3 separate regions of the Sus scrofa genome follow, and regions 1 and 3 are each linked to region 2. The links are chromatin contacts, called in public HiChIP or PLAC-seq and promoter capture Hi-C maps. All regions are on one chromosome and are shown on one strand. The core of a region is the stretch at or near the end of the contact, and the rest is flanking DNA. Distances in the headings are between cores, read along the strand shown.

Evidence for each region. Promoter capture Hi-C pulls out the DNA fragments that hold promoters and counts their contacts. HiChIP or PLAC-seq counts read pairs in DNA pulled down with a chosen protein or histone mark.
Region 1: a contact with region 2 is called in a promoter capture Hi-C map of fetal liver, with 2.8 times the contacts expected there. The contact joins the promoter of HNRNPH1 here to the promoter of MRNIP in region 2. A contact is called at or near these places in 2 of 5 promoter capture datasets (fetal liver and liver), 15 of 47 Hi-C or Micro-C datasets (alveolar macrophages, blood, embryonic fibroblasts and 8 more) and 1 of 2 datasets of contacts at active chromatin or transcription factors (alveolar macrophages).
Region 3: an H3K27ac HiChIP or PLAC-seq map of alveolar macrophages shows a contact between it and region 2. The contact joins the promoter of CANX here to the promoter of MRNIP in region 2. A contact is called at or near these places in 1 of 47 Hi-C or Micro-C datasets (embryonic fibroblasts) and 1 of 2 datasets of contacts at active chromatin or transcription factors (alveolar macrophages).

Annotation. Positions count from the first base shown.
Region 1 is chr2:78,959,665-78,963,937 of Sscrofa11.1, forward strand. HNRNPH1 (heterogeneous nuclear ribonucleoprotein H) reads left to right here and starts at 1,792. Exons shown (of 14, transcript XM_021084330.1): 1 at 1,792-2,153; 2 at 3,267-3,395. The coding sequence starts at 3,299.
Region 2 is chr2:78,728,094-78,732,125 of Sscrofa11.1, forward strand. It overlaps MRNIP (MRN complex-interacting protein), which reads left to right and starts at 2,518. Exons shown (of 6, transcript XM_013987518.2): 1 at 2,518-2,730. The coding sequence starts at 2,665.
Region 3 is chr2:78,913,746-78,917,890 of Sscrofa11.1, forward strand. CANX (calnexin) reads right to left here and starts at 2,083. Exons shown (of 15, transcript NM_001243210.1): 1 at 1,901-2,083.

The DNA of each region.
Region 1 (4,273 bases), core at 542-3,041, 230 kb after region 2:
TGAACCCTCACTGCACTTACAGTCTGTGAAACTGCTGCAGCAATGCTGGATCCTTAACCTGCTGCACCGCACAGGAACTTCCCACATCTGTAATTTAGAGAGATTAAACTGAAAAAAAGGTGTTTAAAGTTGATGAAAAAGATAATTAATAAATATATGCTTTATCTTTGTATGGGAAAGAGCTCCCCCGCCCCCGCAAGCCACATCTCACATGTGGAAGGGCACCACAACAGTGACAATGCCAGATCCTTAACTGGCTGAGCCACAAGGAGACTCCTGGGAAGAGGCTTTCTAAGCTTAAAGACAAACTTTCTAAGCTTAAAGACAAAGTATCCATAGCTTTGACTTCATCAAAATGAAAACCTTCTGGGGAGTTCCCTCGTGGCTCTGTGGGTTAAGGATCCAGCACTGTCACTGCTGTGGTTCTGGTTACAGCTGTGGCATGGGTTTGATTCCTGGCCTGGAATCTTCCACATGCCTTGGGCATGACCAAAAAATAAAAATATTGGCAGAGGATAAAAGAAAGGGAATTTTCAGTGTCAGCAAAGCAAAAGGATATGGAACCCTCACCTGCCCCTGAGAGGGGTTGTCAAACCTTTAATTTAGGGTAGGCCCTAAAAATATTTAGGTCCTTCCTAGTTTACTTCTAGAAATCTATCCAAGGAAATGATCTTATCTTTCTGTGATGATTACACATCACATTTACTTACTGTGAAAAAAAATCCCAGAAAACTTTAGGGAAAATAAACATCTTAGACATGTAGCCAGGTTGTTGAAAGGTAAAGACATGATTTGAGGGGGTCAGGCTTTTTCCTTCACCTAACCAGAAACTAGTGTTCTTAGGTCATTTAATAAGACCAAAGCTCTCAAATGATGTAACCTGTTAGGAAACCTTAAGACAGTCTTGTGATGTTTTGGAGAGACAGTGGCCAAGAGCAAAAACTGTTCTCCTTGCCTTTTTTTTTTTTTTTAAGGGCTGTACCTGCGGCATATGGAGGTTCCCAGGGGTTGAATCTGAGCTGCAGCCACCATCCTATGCCAGGTCCCAGTCGGGTCTTCAACCTACACCCCAGCTCACAGCAATGCCAGATCCTTAACCCACTGAGCGAGGCCAGGGATTGAACCTTCGTTTGCATGGATACTAGTCGAATTTTTTTCCGCTGAGCCAGGATGGGAACTCCTCTCCTTGCTTTTGAATCACTCAGAAATAGACCTTTGATCTAGACAATTTGGGAATCCCATCTTAGTGACTTTAGCCAAAATGCCCTCTATTTCCTCTAGCTCCGTGTGCAATTGAGGGCAGGCAGTTGCATTCACCGTGCTTGTTCCATCTGTGTCCCCTTTACACCCAGCAGCAGAGTTTTTCTTTTCGAACAGCTCTTCTTGCGCCCTGCTGAAGACCTGCCAGAACCTTTTCTTGTGCTTGTAATTATCACTTTTGCCAAGGCCTAAATGGCCTGGCAGGATTGGCCCCTGCCTACTTCTGGGACCTTGGATCATCTTCTCCCTCTATTCCACTGATGTCCTCTCCAGTTTTCTCAAACCTATTAAAACTGGATACGGCCTCCAGACCATCGCAGGGGCGAAAACATGCTTTCTTGCATCTCTGAGTAGTGGCACTCAGAGAGGTCTTTGCTGTGGTACTCCGTGTTTATTGCTTGTGTCCACCAGGCTGGAGGTGGGGAGGATAGGCAGGATCAGACAAAGGGAGCACTGAGAGCCTATGAGCAAGGTCCCAATTCCTGCAGTGCTACTGGAAATCACGAGCATCACCAGCCTCCAGTTCTGTGCGCACACGAGATGACCCTGGAGTCTCGCCAGGGCGAGTGTCTCCATCTAGGGATGGACAAAACGGTTCCTACTTAGCCTTGGGAAAATCAAGCGGGAACCCGCTCCAGAAAGCGGAGCAACGCGCACTGGCTGCTCAACCTGTACTCACGACGCGCAGCGGGACTCGGCGTACGGCGCCCGCCTCTCGTGCTAATGCCCGCGCCCGCCTCTCGTGCTAATGCCCGGGGCGTTCAGGGCCCGCAGGTCTTGGGGCGGGGCAGCTGGGGGTCACAAAGCGCGAGTTCGTTAGGGCAAAAGCGGAGTACGAGACTGAGGCACGGGCACAGGGACTCTGCATGGGGCCCCAGGCCCAACGACGACAGGTAAGGAACAGTGGCGGCAGGAAGGCCCAGGACTCGCTCCCGGCGCCGCCGGGATATCTTCGGGCGCGGGAAGCACGCAGTCCCGCAGCGCTGTTTGCCACGGGCTGGCTCTAGGAAGAAAAGGTGTATAGGCTGCACAAGGGCGGGGAGCGCCTGTAACTTCAGGTCGTCCAGGACTGTAGATAATGGGCTAAGCGGCACCTCATCACAACCCAGAGGCTAGTACACAGTACAGTTCCTATAAAGGACCTGACAGCCGCCATTCCCCTCCCCCCTTCTGGCGGGTAAGATCAGAGAACGGTTTGAAGGAAGACGCATGCGCGTGAAACTAAATTAAACCGCTAAAGCTCGCAATAATCGCGGGAAGGCGCAGGCGCATAAAAGCCCCGCGGGTTTAAGGAGGTGGGAGGGGCTGAGCCTAAAACGCCAGCGTTTAATAACTTGCTGCCTGGAGATGGGCTGGAACGTAAAATTACGCATGCGCCCAAGCTCTGTGTGACGCAACGGGGCGGTGCGGCCACCTGACTGCGCGTGCGCAGAGATTGTTCTAAGCGCCTTATTTAGGTTGCGCAGGCGCCCGCTGGCCATTTCTTCTCAGCCACGCCGAAGTTGTTCGTGTAGGTGAGTGTTTGTTGCTCCGTGTTTACCGCGAAGCGGACTCCAAGGATGCCATTTTTACGAGGATTGTTTACCCCCAGGAGTCTGTGGAACCTGGGAGGCTTTAGCAAGGTGCGGCCTGCCGTTGGGAGCGAGGAATGGTTCGCCGAGTCTTGGCAGGGCCGCTGAGGCCTGCAGGCCGCGCTGACTCTATTGTGTGAGATGTCGGAGGAGGCGGAGCGGAAGCGGTCGCCGCCATTTCCTTGCTTCCACGCTGGCGTTAGGCCGGGTTCCCCTTTGGCTTGGGGCACCGGTACCTGGTGCACAGAGCGGCTTCGGGGGCCCGACCGCTGGCCAAGGGGGTGTTTGGCGTTGGAGTATGTGGGGTCGGGAAGTCCGCACGGCCTCGGCCTTTATTAAGGCGCCGCGGCGGGGCGGCAGGGCGTCTCGAGAGCGGAACGGAAGGCTGTTTAATTTTAACATTTCTCAGGTCTGACCGTCATCCCCACTTTGCAGTCTTTTTCGACGCCCGAACGCACTAAGAGACGATGATGTTGGGCACCGAAGGCGGAGAGGGATTCGTGGTGAAGGTCCGGGGCTTGCCCTGGTCCTGCTCGGCGGACGAAGTGCAGCGGTTTTTTTCTGGTGAGTCTGAAGCGGAGGCGGGAGTTAAGCGGCCGAGGCCGCAGGGCGGGCGGGCGGGCGGGGAGGCGGCGGTGGCCGGGCCGGGCCGGGCCGGGCCCGGGGCGCCCCCTGGTGGGGCGCGGGCGGCAGCCGTTCCCGCCGGCCTGCTCGCGCCCGGCCGGCCGCTGTTACGCAATGGAAATTGCGAAAGCTCCGCCCGCCCTGCCGGCCCTCTTGGGGGGAATGCGGCCTCTTTGGTGGATTTTTTTTTTTTTTTTTAAATCTTTGAGTACTGGTTTTTCTGTCGATGTCTTTTAGAATGGATAGATGTGATTTTCTCCTCAGTCTTGAGAAATTTGCCCCGCAGCTTCGGAAACCTCAAAGCATAAAACCTTTTCAATTTCAATGTTTATTTGAAACGGGGCATTTTGCTTCGAAAAGTTAAAAATGTCACTTCTTAATTTCAGACAATTTTCCTAATTAAGATTTGTTCATTGAAGAGTTCTTTATCTAGCTTTTGTTCTGGCTCACTTTACAGTCTAGGACGCTGAAGCCCAGGAAAGTTTCGTTACCTATGTAGCTCTTTCCCAATATGTAGATTTCCTGAGTGATTTCTGCCAAATGACCTTGTTTTATTATTAGTGTAAGATTAGATTGAAAGATATATTTGGAAGAACTTCACAGGTTTTGGAAGGATATTTGTAGTATTGATTTACTATCTGAATTTAGCCTGTGTAACGGAAAACGACCTGTAGAACAAGAACCAAGTACACGGGAAGCCACCTTGCAGTGGGCAAGACTGGGTTTGGCTTCAGCTGTGCAACTTGGAGCATTTTAGCTTGGTAACATTGATCCCCTTTCAGGTGAGTATTGGCCCTGCAATTTGGATTTGAGTAAGA
Region 2 (4,032 bases), core at 1,268-3,767:
GGCGGCCCTACAAAGACCAAAAAGCAAAAAAATGGAGTCAGCCACTGTTACTTGCACTTGGCAGTGACTCAAAGGCAGGCTGAGGATGGGAAGGCCGTGTAAGGGGAAAACGAGGGAAGGCTTCGGATGTGCCCTGGTTAGAGGCTGCAGTGGGGGAAATGGGCCGGCTGACTAGAAGCAGGACGTCTCCCATGATTGGCTTGGGAAGCACAATTGGCTTTTTCCAGTTGGTCCTGAGATGAAGTGGGAATGTGCGAAAAAGAGGGCAACTGGCCACGACTGACCAAGTCCCGACTCCTGCAGAAGTTGAGGCTGGGTCTGGGGGTTGAAGGAGTTTGGTTATTGCAGAGGTTGTCCTAGGTGGACTGGTCACTGTCTGTATAGTCAGTCTCAACCATAATTTTTAAAATTAATTTTTTTCTAATATATATTATTGTGCAACATTGGGAAAATATTAAAAATATTAAATCACCTATAACCCTTGCCTCCCACACCCAGAAATAAATAATGCCTGGTTTTATGTAATTGAAATTATGCATATTTTGTTGCTGCCTTGCTTCCCAACAGAACACATACCAGCATTTTCACTCCAAACTCAAACTTTTTGTAATGGATCTGCATTACGGTCTATTAGCATTCTTATTTCCATTCTTATTTCCACTTTTTTCCTGTTATACTTCAAGTATCACTACTGCATAAACAGTAAGTCTGGGTGATTCAGATTATTCAGATAGAGGTAATAGCCAGATTGTTTTTCCCTTTTACCATTCTTCCAGCATCCTTTAAGAAATGTTCCTCTTTTACCACATCCTTGTCAAGATTGGGCTTTTTTTTTTTTTTTTTTTTTTTTTTTTGTCTTTTGTCTTTTATAGGGTCACACCCACGGTATATAGAGGTTCCCAGGCTAGTGGTCGAATCGGAGCTACAGCTGCTGGCCTACGCCAGAGCCACAGCAACGCCAGATCCAAGCCGTGTCTGCGACTTACACCATAGCTCACAGCAACGCTGGATCCTGAACCCACTGAGCAAGGCCAGGGATCAAACCCGCAAGCTCATGGTTCCTAATCAGATTTGTTTCCGCTTCACCAGGACAGGAACTCCAGACTTGGGCATTTTTAATTTTCTTTTAACAAGATGAGTTATGTTGTCAGGCATGTGTGAATGTCTAGGCAGGTTGGCATTGGGGTCCCATTGAAGTTGGGACATGAGGGGTGAGCTGTTCCTCCCTGCCCAGAGCAGGACTTGGCCTCCACCTTTCAGAGCAGAGCTTTCTCAGGGCTGCAGGAAGTGAGACAGCCTGGGACCTGGGCCCCTTTGGGGTAGTACTTGCACCTGGACAAACCTCTCCTCCAGCAACAAAATACAAAGAAACTCTAAGGGACTAAAAATAGCTGTGTGCATACACAGTTGGGGCAAATTATGAACAAGACACAAGAAAAAGACCAAAAACTCAGCTTTCACTCCTGAGGGGTGGGGAGCAAAAGCAGAGTATTGTGCATAATCCCTGCCCACTGCACCACTAGGGGGGTGGACAGACCACCCAAGCCACCCTGCCAGCTTGACTGCTGGACCTGTCCTTACCCTCAGGTCACTTAGGCAACCAGATCCCACGCTGAGCACCAATACCCCAGAAGTAAGCAAAGGAATCCGTTATTGTTTTCACTCCCCCTTGCCGCAGCATGAGTCCCAATAACGCCTTGTCTGAATTTCTTATCTGGCCTCTTTATCAATTTCTACTGAGTAAGGAATCCAAGAACCCTGGACGGTAACGGGGGACTGATTTCATTTTCAACCGCCAGGTGTCAGAAGACTGATTTCATTTTCAACCGCCAGGCGTCTCCGGTTCCCTCTCTGAGAAGCATAGGTCTGGTGAACTGTTTATTTTCCCAGGATTCTTGGTGCTGCAGCTCAAAGTTTAACTGGACCACCTCTGACCAGCGGTCCTGCATATCCCAACTTTGGCCCCAAGAAGTGAGCTGGAGTAGGGCGGCACCCTCCAGCTCCCTCTCTCAGGCTAAGAGAAGCAGAAGAAACGGTGCCAACAAAGGGCCGACCTGGAGCGGCAGCTAGAGACCCCAACGTTGCAACTTTTTTTTTTTCCGGTTTTCTTAGGGCCACACCTGCGACATATGGAAGTTCCCAGGCTAGGGGTCTAATCTGAGCTACACCTACTGGAGTACTAGCGAGCTGCTGTACCCGAACTGCTGGCCTACACCACAGCCACAGCAATGCCGGATGCCCAACCTCCTGGGCGAGGCCAGGGATCGAACCCCAACCCACGAACTAGTCGGATTCGTTTCCGCTGCGTCTCAACAGGAACTCCCCCAACCTTGCAACTTTAAAACGCTCCTTTAAATAAAGCTGGGAACTGGCTCACGAGAACCGGTGGACCTGACTGACGCAAACTCCAAACAACGCCTGACTGGGTAGCAGAGAGAAGACCCCAGTAGCCTGAAGTCGACTGCGGACCAACCCGAACGTGGAGAAACACCTGGGGGTAGAGAAGCCCAAGGCCGCAGAACCGGGCAGAGCAGTGTGGGCGGGAAACGCAGGGCGGGAGCGCATAAAGGGGCGGAGCCTGAGGCTGGAGGGGCCCGGGCGCAAGAAGTGGGCGGAGCCAGGGCGGACAGGCGGACAGAGCGCGCGCGCCGGCCAGCAGTCGCCATGGCGCCTCCACAGCAGGCTCGGGTTTTGCGATGCTGCCACTGCCTGCTTTTCCAGGCGCACCAGGTGGGATGGGCTCCAGCCTCCCGCTCCTCCGAGGTCGGGGACAGCGGGCAGGATGAGGTGGGGCCGCGGGGGGCTGGACGTCTTCCCCGCGCCCTGTCCCCAGGCATGGGCATTGTCTCGGGCGCTTGCGGGTTGTGCCTGGGGTCGTGACCTGTGACAGCGTCTGTCCTGAGAACTAGATTTTAGGGATGTCCCTTCTCCATAATGTTCTGGGTTTTTTTTCGGGTTTTGCTGGCTTGTAAAAATTGGCAGAAACCAGTCGTAAAGTTTTCTGCGGAGGCGGCCTCATGAGCTTTAGCAGGGCACACCTGGTTACAGATAGAAGCTAGCCTCCTTTATGCAGAGCCTAGCACCCAAAGTGGCCCTTTCCTAATTTAAATAAAGGGAATTTTATTGTATTTACCCCTGCTGGCATTCTTTCCCTTTGCCCTCGTCTCTATCTATGTGGTGAGGGATAATCGAAGTTTGTAAAATGCATTGCTTCCCTGATTGAAAACCTAAGATAGGGGATGTCACTTGTTCTTTCTTGGATCGTGTTCTGTCTCTCCCTGCTTGATGCTGTCACGCTTGTCAGTGTATCGGCTGTGGTAGTCCCCTTCTCCTCCTAGTTATCTGCTGCTCTGTGCCCTGAAAAAGGATAGCATCAGACTACGTACAAAATATTTGTTTAAAAGTCAGTAATGCGTGGGGGTTCCCCGTCGTGGCTCAGTGGTAACCCAACTAGTATCTATGAGGACGTGGGTTCGATCCCAGGCCTCCATCAGTGGGGTAAGGATCCAACATTTCAATCCGCTGCGGTGTAGTTCGCAGACATAGTTGGGATCTGGCGTTGCTGTGGCCAGTGGCATAGGCTGGCAGCTGATACTCCCATTCGACCCCTAGCCTGGGAACCTCCATATACCACAGGTTCAGCCCTAAAAAGACCAAGAAATAAATAAATAAATAAAGTCAGTAAAGCTCTGAGTATGTACCTATTAAGTTTGCTGTGACTTTGTAAGGGCCGTTTTAGGGAACTCAGAGACTTTTTACTTATTTCATTTTTCAGTTCTAGAAGTTGAGAATAAATGGGAGTCATTTTCACTTTTAAATTATTACACATATATAATACAGTGCGTGTTCTCATGGTGATTTTCAACTCTGAAGTGATTTGAAACCAAGTGGGAAAAGGGGGGGTCGACAGTTTAATTACAAGTTGGCTGTGTACCAGGCAGTTTCACACATCTGATTTAATTTCAACACCTTTTTTTAATTTATTATTTTTTATCTGCTTCGCACCTCGATTCTTTTCCCACTGTTTTTCTT
Region 3 (4,145 bases), core at 833-3,332, 190 kb after region 2:
AAACAAAAAAAAAACAAAGTAGTTTCATGTTCACCATCTTACTTGTCCCTCCTAAAAAGCCCCCTAATGGTAAGGTAGGTAGTCAGAGGATTCCTCACTCCAATTTTAAAGACATAGAAACCAACTTAGCTCATAAGCTAGTTACCATGCTGGGCCTGGAATTCAAGTCTCTTGAGTCTGCATTTATGCTTACCAACTGTCGCTTCGTTCCCTTAAGCTATCTCTCAGGGCAAAGTGAACTCTGTAACTGAAAGGATGCAATAGCAGGATTGCCAAAACTGCAGCAACAACTTCTGTCAAAACGTTTACTCTTTGGAAGATAATGTGTTAGCTGAAACTGTTAAGGAGAGATAGTCAAGTAGGAAGGGATGCTGACACCCATTATCGGATAGGTCAGAAAATCTGCGGTGCAACACATTTACTCCAATACACAGCTCACTGTAGCCACCTCATGATCCAGTTTCCTGGCTTGTTTGCTTGTGCACACAGACTGGTGCACAGGAGGACTCCCACACAGTGCTTTACCTCTGCTCTAACTACAGCAAATATACAACTCAGCAGTGACCCTTCAACAGTACTGAAAAAAGAGTGAGGTACACAACAGTCTTGAAGATCAACGGGGTTCCCCTCTTAAAACAAAACAAAACAGAACGAAAACCTCCCCACACCATTCTACCCATTAAGAAATTAAGTAAAAGGTTCTATTTCTTAAATTAGAGGTAAAGAGACCTAACTGTGGTTCACCTTTCTCCTCCCAAGCTTTTAATTAATATCCAGCTCAGTTTAACTTCCCTCAATCAGCAGTCAAACCACTAGGTCCAGTTTCTTCCTCCTATTTCCATAAATGTGACTTCAGGTCCTGGAAAATAGGACTTAGCTAATTAGGATGTTAGTGTAGTGGATCAACAGCATTCACCATAATAATTTACTGCAGTCATTTATCAAGCAGTTAAAAATGTACATCTAACTTTCCTGCTCTTTCTTACACACGTCTTAATGGTAACAACAACTCTATCAGGTATTACATCCATTATCTGAAACGAAGTGAACTGCCCAGGTTCACATAGCAACAAATGGCTGATGAAGGACCTGAACAAGGGCCTTAGTCTTAACCACTACACACAAACTGCCTAGCTTTCAACTGTAATTCCAACGTGATCATAAAACTAATCGCATGACCTTGGGCCGATCATTTCTGAGCTCTGGGCCTCAGTTTCCTTCACTATAAAACGACCTGCCCACGGAGAGCTTTTGGGTGCTTTCCTGCTTTTAAAAGCCCACTGAATTTACGACGAGATTACTTACTCCCCCAATCTCCAAATAGATGTAAATGTTAGGACTTAAGTTTTTTAACCAGTGCGTGTTCTAGCACATTCTCCATACTCTTCAGGCTGCTACAGTCCAGTCTTCACTTTGCGGTTTTAATTTTCAAATTTTAGATCTGTAATGCTAATTCTAAATATCCTCTCTCTGTCCTATTATCACCTTTCCCCACTACTAAGAGTACCAACAAGGCCCGATCCTATTCCAGACCTTTACCCGGTTACTCTACCCCACCTCACAGCTTCCCAGGCAGTCAGCAATAGGTATAAGAAAGCCCTAGAAGCAGAACCATGAAGAGAAGTTAGCTTTCCCAGAGGTCAAGAAAGGCTCTAGGACACCTGCCACGCCTCCCAACCCCGGCGGCGCGGCCTGGGCCTGGCTCCGCAACTCAAGCGGCCCAGGTTCAGGCCTAACCCATCCCGTCTGGCGGGTCCACCAGGGCCTGAGCCATCGAAACTCAGCCGGACCCCTCAGCCCCGGCCACGCCCGGCTTCTCGAGACCTCCGCCGCCAGGCCGCGCACCCAGGCCCCCGAGGGTCCTCACAGGCCCGAAGACACGGGCAGGCCCCTGTCTCACCTCAAGCCTCAGGAGGACCGCCGGTGGTGCCCGCGCCTCCTCCCGCCCGCACACCTGGCCCCACGCTGCAGTGGAGACAGCGGCTGAGGGAGCCTGACCGTCACGTGCCGCAGAACCAAGAGGCCTCGACTCCTGCAGCCGCCGCGCGAGCGAGCCCCACCGCACGAAGCCCGGCCCTGCGTCCGCCCCTGTCTCCTCAGTAGCTACCACCAGCGCCAAGTCCCGCCCTCTCGCGCAAGATCCTGAATTCAATTGGTTATTGTGGCCATCGCTCTATGCACCTTCCCATACGCCCCCTAGGGCTATTCTTCGTGGAGTGTGGGGATTGGTTAGGAGTGAGGCAGGAAGTGGCTGTTGGTTGGGCAGTATGGAAGGAGGCGGTGTACGGCGGCATCGGGATCGGCGGGGGCGCGCGCGCGCGCGCGCGCGTCGTGGGGCGGGACTGGCCAGGCAGGCGTTCCCGCGCTGGTTGTTCTGGTGCCTTAGTGGGCGCGCTGCCCGGCACTGCATCCTAATTTCTATGGTTTCGACCGTTCAGGTGCCTGGACCCGGGCCTCGGGGTCTGGCATCTCATTCCCTTCGATGAGAGAGCAAATGGAAGCTGGCAGGATGGGTGGGAGGTCCATTGAGCCATCGGGAAGGACCTGGTTTCCAGTGCAGCGAGTGCGCAGATATGATGGAATCAGTCACGGCTCCCTTGGCCTGTCCTGGAGTCGCTGTACACCAGGCGCCACCGTTCCTGCAGAGTCATTGCTCTGGGCCCAGCAGTCTGAGGCCGCCTTATCACCCAACGTCAAAATATAGCCCAGAATACTATAATCCAGCGTTACTTCAACTTTCAATTTGTGATGTTTCCAAAAGCAAGATAAGACAAAAAGGGCACAATCACACTTAACAGCAGTGAGTGAGAAAAAGATGGTGCAATGGAAAATTTTCAAACACACCACAGATTTTGTAACTAACTTTTAGCACATCTTCAGTTTTCTGGGCCTGAGACAGAGCAGGACTGTAGATCCTACTAAGGATCTTGTTAGAGATTTTTTTTCCGTTAAAGCACAATGTTCTTAAAAGGAAGCTGAGGCCAAATCTCTGAAGAATGAATTTTGTGTTTGTTTTTTTCACAATTTGAAGTCACTTTATTTACTGACCCAGATTACAAAAATAATCACATAGACAACTCAGTTCATCCATTTAATAAGCCTGTTAGATCTATTTATCTGGGCCCTTCAGGAGAAGATAGTTTGAAGGGCCACAGGATGTTGTTTGCTTCTTTGAAGCATTTTCCAACAGTACGGATTTCATGAATAAGATCCTCCAGGAGTTACTATTGTGGCTTAGTGAATTAAGAACCTAACATAGTGTCTGTGAGGATGCGGATTCAATCCCTGGCCTTGCTCAGTGGGTTAAGGATCCATCCTAAGCTTAGGCGTAGGTCACAAATGTGGCTGCAATCCCATGGGTTTTTTTGTTGTTGTTGTTTTTGTTTTTTTCATTTTTCTTATTACTCAAATGAATTTATCACATCTGCAATCCCATGTTGCTGTGGCGGTGGTGTAGGCCAGCAGCTGCAGCTCTGATTCAACCCCTAGCCTGGGAACTTCCATATGCCACATATGTGGGCCTAAAAAAAACAAAAACAAAAAAAAAGGGGGAGGGAGGGGGAGAAAGAAAGAAAAGAGGAAAAAAAAAAAAAAAAGGTAAGATCCTGCATGATGGCTTATTTACCAAGAGATGGAGCAGTCCAAGTGTTATCTGTCAGGGCAGTTTCCTTCTTGTTGATTTGCCATAACCACGACTGGAGATTCATTTATCTTCTGGCTTGGAGATCCACTCATCTTCTGACTTCAGGTGTGGGTACCTTCCATGCAGTATGTGGTTCCATAATCCTCAAGTGTTAACTGAAGCTTCCTTGAGCTTAACAAGGGTGCAGTTGAAGATTTGGTGAAAACAAAGAACATGCAACACCTTTCAGATCTCTGGGCTCACACCATTGATATCTGTGATCCTGATGAGGAATGCCCATTTGGGTCCCTCAGGTACACCAAACTTGCCCACTTTTCTTGTTATCCTTGTCATCTGAATCTCAGTTCTATCTGCCTATATTCCCTATGACATGATTAGCTTTTTCATAGGTAAGCTTCTTTCTTGCCTTTCAAAACATCTTTTGGGCAAACTCAGGAACTTAATCCCAGGGTCTGTAAAATTCCTCCACTTTTTTTCTTAAGGATTTGCCTTTTTTTTTTTT